Linked DNA regions of Hordeum vulgare: all the other regions are linked to region 1. Evidence: chromatin contacts called from public Hi-C data. All regions are on one chromosome and are shown on one strand. Each heading gives the region's core, a stretch centred on a gene start, on an enhancer-like site or on the middle of the called end of the contact. The rest is flanking DNA. Distances are from core to core; before and after follow the strand shown.

Region 1 (4,564 bases), core at 1,672-4,171:
AACTAGGCTTTTGTGCACTAGTGTTTATTTGGCATGCCTAAATGAAGCTCCTACATCATGATTATATTGTGGGGCACTATCTTTGTGATAGTATCCATCCTCGATGGATGATTTGGGTCTATATCATCTCTGAGCCAAAGGGTAACAAAATAATACACTTTGTTCAAAAATGAGTTATAAGTGATGTAGACAAGGCTTTTGGAATAATTCAAACCCATTTTGCAATAGTTTGCGGACCTGCTAAACTATGATGTGTAAAGGCACTATGAAAGGGGATGACAACGTGTATGCGTAACATTATTATGAAGGATGAGGATGAAGTTCATGCACAATATGATTATGAAGGACGAGAATGAATTTTGCCAAGGTGTGAAGTTTCAAGAGTTGGGTGATCATGTCGAGCTTCTAGAGCAGAATCCGATGACGTTTAAGTATTTTCTCCTAATGTCTCATGAAATTCGTAATCAAGAAACTCACGACCAGCTTCAGAATGATATGCTTAAGCATCGATGGGCGTCCGTAGGGAAAAAATCGAAACATGTGTGTGAGAAGTTAAATTCAAATCTAAAGTATTTTATTACAATTTTTTATTTATAAATTGTAATAATACTCCATCTGTCCTAAAATAAACGTCCTATTTACCCCAAAGCTAGTATAAAGTTATACTAAATCAACTACACTTATTTTGGGATGAAGAGCGTATATATCTGAACTATCATTGCATTGAAATATTTATCTTTCAACTATGGAAGAATTGTTCTATTTATGTTTGATTATTTTCAGTACTCCGGGCATATGAATAAGGGAGTGCCTAGAACTCAGCTAGCTGAGATTTTCTATGGTCTCATTCACATAATATTATTGTATTTTGTGTATATCCCGTTTGTTTTCTTTAGCCCATCATTTTATTCTTTTGGGTTGACATGTCATATTTTTGGTTGTTGTTGTTATGGGTCTCATCTAACCGGTCCAATAACTACTCGTTCAGTTTTTATTGATGTACGTTATATTTTTTTTAAAGAAATCGGTGATAGAGAAAAAAAATAAGCAAAAAAGTTTACGTAATATCTTGTTAGCTTCAACTACTCTGACCACCAAACATTCTTGTACAAAGAAGTAGTGTGTCTTTATTATATGAATCGTGATGTAATAATTTGTTTTTTCTTAATAAAAAACAACTTGATTCTAGCTTTTTCATGTAATTGTTGCACAAATAAAATTTACAGTTGTGACCCGTTTGTGAATACTTGTAGTTGCGATCCGACTATGAATACTTGCAATTGTGACCCGACTATGAATACTTGCAATTGCGACCCGACTATAAATACTTGCAATTACGACCTAACTTCGAATACATGCAGTTGCGATCCGACTATGAATACTTGCAATTGCGACCCGACTATAAATACTTGCAATTACGACCTAACTTCAAATACATGCAGTTGCGACCCGACTATGAATACTTGCAATTGCGATCCGACTATGAATACTTGCAATTGCAACCCGACTATAAATACTTGCAATTATGACCCAACTTCGAATACATGCAGTTGCGACCCGACTATGAATACTTGCAATTGCGACCCGACTATAAATACTTGCAATTACGACCTAACTTCAAATACATGCAGTTGCGACCCGACTATGAATACTTCCAACTGCGACCCGGCTATAAGTACTTGCAATTACGACCTAACTTCGAATACATGCAGTTGTCATCCGACTATGAATACTTGCAATTGCGACCCGACTATGAATACTTACAATTGCGACCCGACTATGAATACTTGCAATTGTGACCTGACTTCGAATACATGCACCCGACTATGAATACTTGCAATTGCGACCCGACTATGAATACTTGGAACTGCGACCCAACTATAAATACTTGTAATTACGACCTAACTTCGAATACATGCAGTTGTCATCCGACTATGAATACTTGCAATTACGACCCGACTATGAATACTTACAATTGCGACCCGACTATGAATACTTGCAATTGCGACCTGACTTCGAATACATGCAACCGACTATGAATACTTGCAATTGCGACCCGACTATGAATACTTGCAACTGCGACCTCACTTCGAATACATACAATTGTACCCTACTTTGAAATACTTACAGTTGCGGCCACATTTTAAATCTTGTAGTTGCGATCCGATTATGAATATTATTGGCATTAATATAAAATGGAAAACAAAAAGAATACACCAAATCATTAAATAAAACAAGGGCTAAAAAGTAAAAAAAATAGAAAGTAAAAATAAATAAATAATGAAAGCCTAAATAGACAATTTTATAATATAAGGTAACAAATGAATATTAAGTTAAATGAAATGAATACACTTATTTATGAAAGGGAAAGAGTGGAATAAATTTCTACTTAATAGTGAATAATAAAAATAAAAATAACAATTAATTAAGAAAACAACAATTAATCAGTCGAAAAATCTGAAAAGGGGAGTTATTACAAAAGAGCTGACCTTGGCAGCTACGGTCAACAAATGACAATAACAAGATTCAAGAAAATAAAGCAAATGACCATAACATGTAAACAAGCTAGGAACTATTCACATGGCCAGCCTCCTGTACTATGCGCATGGCCAACTCTGTAGACAAAAAGCAAAACTGAGCACTCATGCAGCTGGTTTTGTACGAGACGAGAGGTGCGTCGCTCGAAGGACACAACTCGTAGCGATAATACAATAACAATCGAACGGTTAAAAAGTGACTGAGACCATAATTAAAACTCAGCTAACTGAGTTACAGCAAAACCGTATGAATAAAACTTAGCGCGCACACATTTGAAGCAGAACGTTTAAAAGTATGACTCGGTCCCAGCCAGATACCTCCTGTTTCAGGTTTTTTAAGAAAAAAGATACCTCCTGTTTAAACCCACGGCAAAACGTTGGCCTCGTCCTCATATAGCTACCGCGTGCGCGTGCGCCTGAGCTTGATTAACGTTGCCACTATTGAATTTCTGTTTCCTTTTCGTCCTCCCCTTCTCCTTCTCGTCTCCGATCCCTAACCGCTCCTTCTCTCCCTCCCCCATGGAGGGCCCCAAGGGAAACGGCGGCGAGAAGCCCAGCGCGGACCAAAACCATAGCCCCAATACTCCCGCCGCAGCCGGGGCCGGAGGGGACGACGTGTCGGCTGCGGCGGCGGCGGCTGTAGGGAGGCGGCCGTTCACCGCCTTAAGCCAGGAGGAGGCCGACCTCGCCCTCGCGCGCGTCCTCCAGGAGCAGGTAAGCGTCCAGATCTAGCGGGGTCGGTTCCGCCGCCTATGCTTCGTGGTTTAATTAATCTGGGGTTGGTGCGCTTGGTGCCGCAGGAGCGGGCGTACATGATGCTGAGCGCGCACGGCGGGGACGGCAGCGAGTACGATGCCTCGGACGCTGGGAGCTACGACTACTACGACGAGGAAGAGGAAGGGATCGAAGGCGACAAGGGGAGCGACTACGAGGAGGAGGGGGTACTACCCAACGATGACGACGAGGAGGTGGGCGACGCGGAGGGGGCCGAATTGGACCCCGCGCGGTACGAGGACGACGAGGCGTATGCGCGGGCCCTGCAGGATGCCGAGGAGCGCGAGGTCGCCCAGCGGCTCATGGCGCTCGCTGGGATCACTGATTGTGAGTGCAAGAGACAGGGCTTTTCCAAATTCAGTCACGTTTTCTCCCGCTCCCATTTGGGGATGTTGATTAGTCTCTTTTTTCTTTCAGTAGGGGAAGAGATGGAGCATGATGAGGAAGATGAGGAAGATGGGGATAGCGCACAGGTGACCGTGCATTCCGTTATTACGATATACTACTACAATGTTTATTGATTTATGCGTATGCTTAGGCAACCATGCAGCTTTTCTGTCAAGATTAGAATTTACATATTTTATTCAGGATAGCTTCAAATTTGTGTTTAACTAAAATCATATGCGCTAGTTTAGTTTGTCGGCCCAGTTTTTCAACCTGGATAATAGCTGAATGTTTCAAACACATATCAGTTAATTGCTCATGTTAGGATTTGCATTTTATCTTCATTATTTCCTTCTACGCATCCTCTATGCATTTTGCAGTGGTCTAGAATAAATAATTTTAATGCCATCGAGTAGATTCAGTGCTTGGTACCTTAAACTTAGAACAGCTCTATATGTGCTAAAATAAATGCGGATTGGGTTAGCACGATCGTATGTTTGCACCTTCATCCCATTGTTCGCCGTTTGTGACAGAAGGCTGGTATAGAATTTGGAATGTAATTTTCCTGTTTTTTCAGCAAGGAAGGGAAATCATCCTAGCCTTTGCATCCACAAATGCACACATCCATATCGTTATTAGAGTTTTGAATGGAATTTTCCTTTCCTCATGATCTTATTCTTGTGAATAAGCATATTTTCGCTAGGATCCATGACTGCGTATGTGATGTCAATTTTCTTCTATTTGGGAATTACTGAAAGTAGCCTTATGAATCTATTGATTTTTTTTTTGAACGAAAGGGGTTTCTTATGAATCTATTGATATCCATCCCATACGACCAATCAGTATGTTTGTCAATGTAATAATATTCT
Region 2 (4,411 bases), core at 1,514-4,013, 650 kb before region 1:
CTGTGAAAGGAATGGCTTTGCTTTGGTGAGGGGCACGCCCGTGCCTCTCGAAAAGGGAAAAATGTGTTTTTTTCCCATGAGAGACACGATTTTGATTATGTGAGAGGCACGGTTTTGCCTTTGTGAGAGACACGGTCGTGCCTCTCGAAAAGGGGAAAAATGAGAAAAACATGTTTTATATTTATTTTTCTATCGCGAGAGACGCGATTTTTGGTACGGTTTTTTCGTGAAAAAATGTTTGTCAAAACCTATCAACATGTGATCTAGTTTTAAAGATCTTGACGCGAGAAATCCAATAGTGAAAATGGTTCGAGATTTGGACGCGCGGTTTAGGAGATAAAATGTTTTGAAAATACGAATCTACGAAAAAAGAAAAAACTTCCAGGTTGTGATAAGTGGCATGCATGTAGTGCGTCACTTGTCGCAATCTGAAGAGGTGAGAGTGATCTTTGAAAGGAGTTGCCCTAATTAGTGATGGGGCGAAACAGAAGGGAATATGCTATTTGCCGCTCATCGCGTCAAGCTGTCGGTGTTTCGCAGACGCGAGTGATCAACTAACGATGCATTGGGTCGGCCCATTTAACTCTTCCAGTGTCCCGGTTTTAGGAACCTTTTAGAGGTTTTAGTCAGTTTTTTTTGGTTCTGGGAAACTTGTAGATTGTTCCCTGAACCGGTTTTTTGTTTTTTTCTTTCTTTATTTTTTTCTTTTTTGTTTCTGTCCCAAAAATTGTTTTGGATTTCCCAAAATTGTTCTTCAAATTCAAAAATTTGTTTTGGATTTTAGAAAAACGTTCTGGATTTTCAAAATATGTTTGGGATTTTCAAAAAATGTTCTTCAAATTCTAAAAATGTTTTATATTTTTATAAAAATATTCTGAATATTCAATAAATGTTATGTTTCCATGTTTCGTTCGAGAGTTTTGAAAAAAGTGTTCTGCTTCAAAAATTGTTTGAATTTTAAAAAAATGTTCAAGTTTCATTTCGTTGTGGAGTTTCAAAAATGTTCACATGCAAAAGTTGTTCATGTGTCCAATTTTTTTTTTGGAATTTGAAAAATCTTCCTGTTTTTTGAAAAAAAAAATCTTGTTCAGTTTTTTGGGTGCTTTAAAAGATGTTCCCGTTTTAAAAAAATGTCCGCTTCTCCAAAATTCTTTTGCGTGTTTAAAAAATGTTTGAGTTTCATTTGATAAAACATTCAGGTTTGTTTTCGAAAAAAGAATTGCGGTCAGTTTTTTTGAAGACATTCGAATTGGCTTTTAAGTTTCTTAAGGTTTTGTGATGTTCAATAAACATGAAAGCTCGCTAGCTCGAGTCGCTAGAATCATATCCTCTGAAGCAGGCGGTGTTGCGATTGAAACTTGACAACGCATCCTTTTTCATTACTACCGTATCTACTTTTCGTTAGCGAGATGGGCGGGCGTAATCAAGAAAGCCGCTTGTGCATGCGGTCGATACTGTGCCGCACAAAGAGGCAAATAGGAGGCCCCGAAGAATAGCACCCCTAGCGCACATCCCTTCAATCATATGTGTATCTAAATGAGCCGGCCAATGTATGTCTTTTTTGCTGGTTTATTTTAACCTCCCCATGTTTGTTGCACCATTTTTAACTCTATTTTTTCGAATATATGAGCCAAGGGGTCCATGCTGTATCCCTCGTTGCGAGAGGACCCATGCGTCTCGCCTAATGCGAGACATAGGCGGGGCGGAGCACCCCTCGCGCACACTCCTCCACATCATTTGTGTATCTAAATGGACCGGCCAATGTAGGTATTTTTCGTTCATTTATCTTAACCTTCGTATGTTTGTTTTGATGATTATTATAAATGGTTTGTTCTCTCGATTTTCCTACAACATTGGTTTTGCATGTTTTCTCCTTCCGTTTTCATTTTTTATTTTTGCTTTATTTTTTATTTTTTATTTTTTATTTTTTATTTTCCTTTCTTTTCAATTTTCATTTTTATCAGATTCATGAACTTATCACAAATGCGCGAACTTTTCCCAAATTTATTTTTTCCAAAAGTTTACAAACCTTCCACATTTCAAAATAAAAAAAACAACAAGAAAAACCCAAAAAGTAAATAACTGGTTAAGAAAAGCTCTAGAAGGTTCCCAATACCAGACATGAACCTTCCAGAAGGTTACCGTAACTAGTCCGCCCGAATACTTCGCTCGGTCTAGGGTCGTTAGATCGCTTCACTTGGTTACTAGTGGGTCGGGCCGTGTAGGGTCATCACTGGGCAACACAAGGCTTAGGCTCGTCTTAATGAGAGTATCATATGTAGTATCATTCATGCCAACTATACAATTTTAATGAGGTGACATAGAATTAAATAAAGAAAAAGAAGGTTGAGTATCATATCATGATACTGTATCATATTAAATTATGTACTACAATGTGTCATGCATGATAATAAATGACTATCCTATGATACTATGCACTACGGATGTAGTATTGTACACGAGTATCATCTGCATGATACTAATATATGCTACTCTCCAGACAGGCCTTAGATGTTAGAACAAATAGCATTTTGGGCGTCAAATAGGAGTGCTCCTAATCATTGCACTTTGCGCCAATTGACAAACCAACACGCGTATCCCCTACTTGCCTATATCTACGGCCGTATCTACTTGTCGCTAACGAGATGGGCGAACGTAATCGAGAAAGAGAAAGCCGCTTGTGCATGCGGTCGATAGTCTGCCGCACAGAGCGGCAAATAGGAGGTCCCAAAGCGTCCCTAGCGCACACCCCTCCAATCATATGTGTATCTAAATGGGCCAGCCAATGTGTCTTTTTGCTGGTTTATTTTAACCTTTTAATGTTTGTTGCACCATTTTTAACTCTATTTGTCCAAATATATGAGCCAAAGGGTCGATACTGTATCCCTCGTAGTGAGAGATCCCGTGTGTCTCGCTTAATGCGAGACATAGGCGGGGCGGAGCTGGAGCACCTCTGGCTCACACCCCTCCGCATCATTTGTGTATCTAAATGGACCGGCCAATGTAGGTCTTTTTTGTTGTTTCTTAACCTTCCTATGTTTGTTTTGATAATTGTTATACGTGGTTTGTTCTCTTGATTTTCCTAAAACATTGTTTTGCATGTGTTTCTCCTTCTGCGTGATACGTGGTTGGAACAAATAGCATTTTGGGTGTCAAATATGAATACTCCTAATCATTGCCCTTTGCGCCAATTGACAAACCGGCACGCATATCTCCTACTTGCGTGTATTGGCGATCAGTTCATCCTGCTTCCTTCACTCGATTGCTGGTTAACTCCATCAGAGTTGACCTTTGACTTTCTAAAAAGAGTTTAGAAATGAAAAAAATTCCATAGATTTTTAAAAGTTTGCAAATTCAAAAGAGTTCTTGAATTTTGGAAAAAACATTCATAGGATTTTCTTTATAAAATCATGAATTTGAAAAATGTTTACAAATTTGAAGAAAAATTCGTGAATTTGGAAAAAGTTCATGGATTTGAAAACTTGATGAATTTAAAATAATGCCTAGTAATTTGGAAAAATCTGGATGGATGAATTGGCGCCAAGCTTTTGGCATGCTTTGAGACAAGAGAGTGCCACAAAATCTATAAGAGAAGTTTTATAGGACGACAATTTGACATGTAATGCTGTATGACATTGAGTGTTAGCCTATTAAAAGGCGACATGTTCAACACTTAGGACTAACGAAGATGCACATGTTGAGATGGATGTGTCGCCACACGATAAAACCAAATACAAAATAAAGATATATGAGATAGAGTTGGGGTAGCACCGATTGAAGAGAATCTTCTCCGACATCTTGTGAGATGGTTTGGACATATTTAACATGGGCCTACAGAAGCTGTAGTTCGTAGTTTAGAACTAAAGCGTGCTCATAATGTCAAGAGAGATCGGGACACAAAGAACTTGACGTGGGAGCAATCGTAAAAAGAGATATGAAGGTTTCAAGTATCACAAAATAACTAGCCATGAATGGAGATGCGTGGAAACTTATTATCCATGTGCCAGAATCATGAGTTGAACGTGAAATTTTATGGGTTTTAGCTCTAACTTACCCCAACTTGTTTGGGATTAAAGGCTTTGTTGTTGTTGTTCTCTAATGTTTTAAAAAATCATAGATTTAAAAATGTTCACAAATATTAAATATCATGGATTCAAAAAAATTCATAGATTTAAAAACATCAGTTCAAAAAAGTTAATGAATTTGAAAAAGTTCATCAATACGAAAAAAACTAAAAGGGATAATTAGATTTATGCCCCTAGTTGTGTCCCACTCGGCTGTTTTACCCCTAATTTTAAAAAGTCACCGGTTTTGTCCAAGTCACTCCGCTCCTCTTATGATTTTGCCCTTTGACCGTTTGACCGTCAGTTTAAAAACTTCACAACTAATTCATACTAAATCAGAAAAATGC
Region 3 (4,215 bases), core at 1,269-3,768, 720 kb after region 1:
ATAAAGCATGTGTACACTTACAAACATATCAGTCTCTTAACCTATAAGTCTTCAAACCACCAAAATCACGAAGGGGTACTAGATATACTTACAGAAACCGATCGTGCGGCGTTTGTCTCACGCGCGTGCAACACCTCTCCCTCTAGACGTGTAGAATGCATGCCTGTCGTGGGAATGATCTTGACAATAATAGCATGGGTACGAATGAGGGGCGGAGCCTAGCTAGGGCGCAACACATACACTTGGATGTACGAGTTCGGGGCCCACTCGTGAGTGGTAATGACCGTACGTCTCGAGCCTCGGTGGCTAGTGTTTGCTTATAGAGTGTGTAATAATACAAAATGTTGAACCCCTGCTCAGGAGACCGGGGGTGGCTTACACAGAGTGCGCCACGACCGGCCGAACTTCATTATAAGGGCGAGTTAATGCTAATAACTACAGAAGTTACTAGTAACGGTAGCTCTAACTCCAGCGTTACTCATAATGCACGTCTTCACTTCACTTCATGTGATATTTTAAGTTTGTAGTCGTTGCAGTCTATTCGTTACCCACGCCTTGCTGCAGTCCGAGTGTAGAGGCACGTCCGACTGTTACGAGACAGTTCGAGTGACATCATGTGAGCCGAATGAAGATATACTTGTCCGAGTGAGATCATGACTGCAGAGGTGACTTTTGGGACGTTGATGTCCACGTAGGGTCTTGGGCACGCCTAGGGATGCAGGTCCGTAGGACTACCCCTAATGTACAACCCCGTCAGGGCCCGTTCACCACTATCCATCCCAGCCTTATCCTCTTCCTTTCTCGTCTACTTCATTGTTCCCCATCCTCTCTCTCTCTCATTTTTTACAAGCTTGGCAGGGAAAGAGAGGGGCTCAATCCAATGCATGACCAATGGGGGAAGGTGCGCATCCCACCGCAAACACCAACCACTTCCCCAAGCCAAACAAGACTAGCCTTGTTGCCGCATGCGGGGAAAGGTACGTGTCGCCGATCTGCAATAATGTCGTTGCATCTGCTTTAATCAGGCTGCGGGTACTGTAGCGAGGGTCACATCGGTGCTGAGTTATTGGGGCCACCTGTGCTGCGGTGCACCATTATGGGGGTTGCCGGTGTTGCTATGCCACATCGCCGGGGGTAGCTGGTGTTTCTATGCAGCATCGACGGGGCCACTAGGGCTGCGATATGGCGTCGTCGGGGTTGTCGATATTGCTATGCAACATCACCCATGATGCATTGGAGCTGCGCCGGGTCATTGAAGTTGCGATGGGGACGGAATCGACTCCGTCGGGGCTGCAATGAACCTTTGTCGGTGCTGCATTGAAGCTTTCTTCAGAGCTGTCGCACTCGGTATTGCCATGGACCAGCCCCTGGTGGCTCCCGATGCCGCGATGCAGCAAACGTCGGCGATTCCGTCCACCTGCAACACTGGTGGTGTTGCAACACAACACACTGGTGGCGACCGCGAGAGTTGAGAGAGATGCTCCGGTTTGTGTTTGGGCGAGCGCAACCGCGATAGCAGCAACAGGGCCTCCTTGCTGTAGCGGAGCACATCGCTGTCTTGAGAGGAGCCGCGTGGGTGTCAAACTGAACGAGATCACATGAGAGAAAACACGAGCCGTCTTTGCTAAGATTGATCAACCATGAGTGTGGGATCTAAGGAAAACGATTAAAATCTATCGGTTGATCCCACGAGCGCGTAAGCCGCCTCCACTAAGCGACACGTGCCTCTGTTGCTCACGGCTACCGCTCTGTTTCTACAGAGCATCTCCCTCTTCCTCTCCCTTCTGTCTTTTTCACGCGTGGACAGAGGAAATCCCCCCATGACGAGCACCACAGCTGATGCCGCCTGCTGCAACCAAAGTCGCACCGCCCCCCTCCCCCCCGAAGCCCGGCCTTGCTCTTCTCCCTCGAAATCGCTGCCCTTTGCCTAATCTTCCTCCCAATGGGAACTGTCGCTCCATGTCCCGTGGATCTCATCGTTGACCACTACCGAAACTGCAAGCCAGCGATGCAGCAACTCGTTGATTGTTGCCGACGCTGCGGGGGCTGCAGCGGAGCTTCGGTTGGAGCTCCGCCGGGGCTGCAATGGAGCTCAGCCGGAGTTTACATGGAGCTTCGGCGGAGCCGTCGACGTTGCATTGGAGCTCTGTCAGGTCTTCAATGGAACTCGACCGGAGTTGCGATGGAGCTTCATCGGACTCGTCGGCGCTGCATTGAAGCTCCGCCAGTGCTGCAATAGAGCTTGGTCGGAGTGTCGGTGTTGCGTTGAAGCTTCATCGGAGCTGCAATGAAGCTTGCCGGACACACTCAGTACTGCGTTGCAGCTCCGTTGAAGCTTCGATGACGTTGTGTTCAAGCTGAGGTGCTCGTTGCTACCACGGAGCTGTTGGGATCCAACGATCATCAACACGCTAATCTAAGGGTTGAAAAATCATCGAGCTGATTTGTAGCAGCCCCGGAGATGTAATGACTCTTTGGGCGGATGATCATCCGGCTGCAGCGGAGAAAAAAAATGAGCGAGCCGGTGACCGCGGTCGGTCGTGCCCACTTCGCACCTCCACTCCTCTCCCCCCTCAGCCCCTCTACAACGGAACCGCCGCCATCTCCCACCACACGGCCGCCTTTTCCTCCGCGTAGCCTCCCCACCATATTCCACTCCCGCAAGCTCGCCACTCACCAAGCTCCTCCTCCACAGCAAAGCAAGAGCGCGGCTTCATTGGTTTCGCCCTCAATTCGAGAGTCAGTCTTGGAAGGCCTGCCATGGCTCAGCCGTCGCTGCTCCTCGGCTCTCCGGCATCGATCGTCCTCCTCCTTCTCTCCTTCTTCCAAGGTATCGATCCATCTGTTAGTGCTTGCGGAAGTGGTATTCTCGTCGGATTGGTCGTGATTTGGAGGCCAGTTTGGTTTTCGATTTGGTGAGCTGAGTGTGTTCGGATTTGTGTATTTTTGCGGCGTGCAGGGCCGGTGGCAGGCGCCATCACCTTCACCTTCGCCAACCGGTGCACGGACACGGTGTGGCCCGGGTTGCTCTCGGGCTCCACCTCGCCGCCGCTGGAGACCACCGGCTTCGCGCTCTCGCCGGGCCAGTCGCGCTCGCTCTACGGACCGACCGGGTGGTCGGGCCGCTTCTGGGGGCGCTCTGGCTGTAATTTCAACGGCGGCAAGGGCACCTGCGTCACGGGGGACTGCGGCTCCGGCGAGATAGAGTGCCGAGGCGCCGGGGCCACCCCGCCCGCCACGCTCGCGGAGTTCACCCTCGACGGCGACGGCGGGAAGGACTTCTACGACGTCAGCCTCGTCGACGGTTACAACCTGCCCATGCTCGTGCAGCCGTCTGCGCCTGGGTGCTCCAACACCGGGTGCCTCGTCGACCTCAACGAGCGCTGCCCCTCCGAGCTCCGCTCCGGCGGCGGCCTCGCCTGCCGCAGCGCCTGCGAGGCCTTCGGCAAGCCCGAGTTCTGCTGCAACGGCGCCTACGGGAACCCTGACACGTGCCACCCCTCCCAGTACTCGCAGCTCTTCAAGTCAGCGTGCCCCAAGTCCTACAGCTATGCCTACGACGACGCCACCTCCACCTTCACCTGCAACCACACCGATTACACCATTACCTTCTGCCCGCAGTCCAATCCTTACAGGTACCTTCCTCTGAATAGTTTCTGATGCTATGACAGTACACTACGACCTTGTTCAAATCATAGTGTTGCAGATCTGAATCTGATTCAACTACAATGATATTTTCCCTGGGCTAGAAAATATAATGAGATTTTGATTTGGAATGGGGAACTGGGAATGGGGAAAGAAGAGAAAGTCACAAAGTTAGGCTTTGAGCATGGAAAAGAAGCTTTGATTGATTGAGTTGATCTTTCTTTCGCTTTTGTTCCATCCCCACCTTGCATGTGGGTCTTGGCGAGAAAGTTACAATGGCCTACTTGGAAGTTGGAACCTGGAAAAGCAAGAACGCGTGGAACTGCTCGTGATCTCACATTTAACTCACCATGGCTGATCCCTTACCACTGGCATTAGGTTATGGTTTAACTGGCTCGGAATTCCTATGCAATTTGAGTCTCTAATTAGATCAATCACTTTTAACGCTTCGCAGTGGCAAACCGAACAAGCACGCATTGCGGAAGCCGAGCCATGAGCAGCTTGAAGACGACGTGTGGCTAGCTTCTTTGAAGAAAACCAGCGGCGCCGGTGGAGGCACCATGGCATCAT

What was found. A called contact is a pair of places that touch in the nucleus more often than the background predicts.
Region 2: a contact with region 1 is called in a Hi-C map of leaf, with 5 times the contacts expected there. The contact joins the enhancer-like site here to the promoter of LOC123410356 in region 1. A contact is called at or near these places in 2 of 6 Hi-C or Micro-C datasets (leaf and seedling).
Region 3: a Hi-C map of leaf shows a contact between it and region 1, with 3 times the contacts expected there. The contact joins the promoter of LOC123411366 here to the promoter of LOC123410356 in region 1. A contact is called at or near these places in 3 of 6 Hi-C or Micro-C datasets (leaf and seedling) and 1 of 1 datasets of contacts at active chromatin or transcription factors (embryo).

Annotation. Positions count from the first base shown.
Region 1 is chr7H:235,942,735-235,947,298 of MorexV3_pseudomolecules_assembly, forward strand. It overlaps LOC123410356 (E3 ubiquitin ligase BIG BROTHER-related-like), which reads left to right and starts at 2,922. Exons shown (of 7, transcript XM_045103285.1): 1 at 2,922-3,251; 2 at 3,338-3,638; 3 at 3,732-3,784. The coding sequence starts at 3,057.
Region 2 is chr7H:235,290,433-235,294,843 of MorexV3_pseudomolecules_assembly, forward strand. No RefSeq gene overlaps it. Among protein-coding and RNA genes, the nearest start is that of LOC123408494, 140 kb to the left of the region's middle. Within about 2 kb of position 2,764, at least 3 of the 3 cell types and tissues checked have open chromatin away from gene starts, as enhancers often do. A contact at or near this core is called in leaf and seedling, where this site is marked.
Region 3 is chr7H:236,667,526-236,671,740 of MorexV3_pseudomolecules_assembly, forward strand. It overlaps LOC123411366 (thaumatin-like protein 1), which reads left to right and starts at 2,519. Exons shown (of 3, transcript XM_045104294.1): 1 at 2,519-2,830; 2 at 2,960-3,635; 3 at 4,100-4,215. The coding sequence starts at 2,761.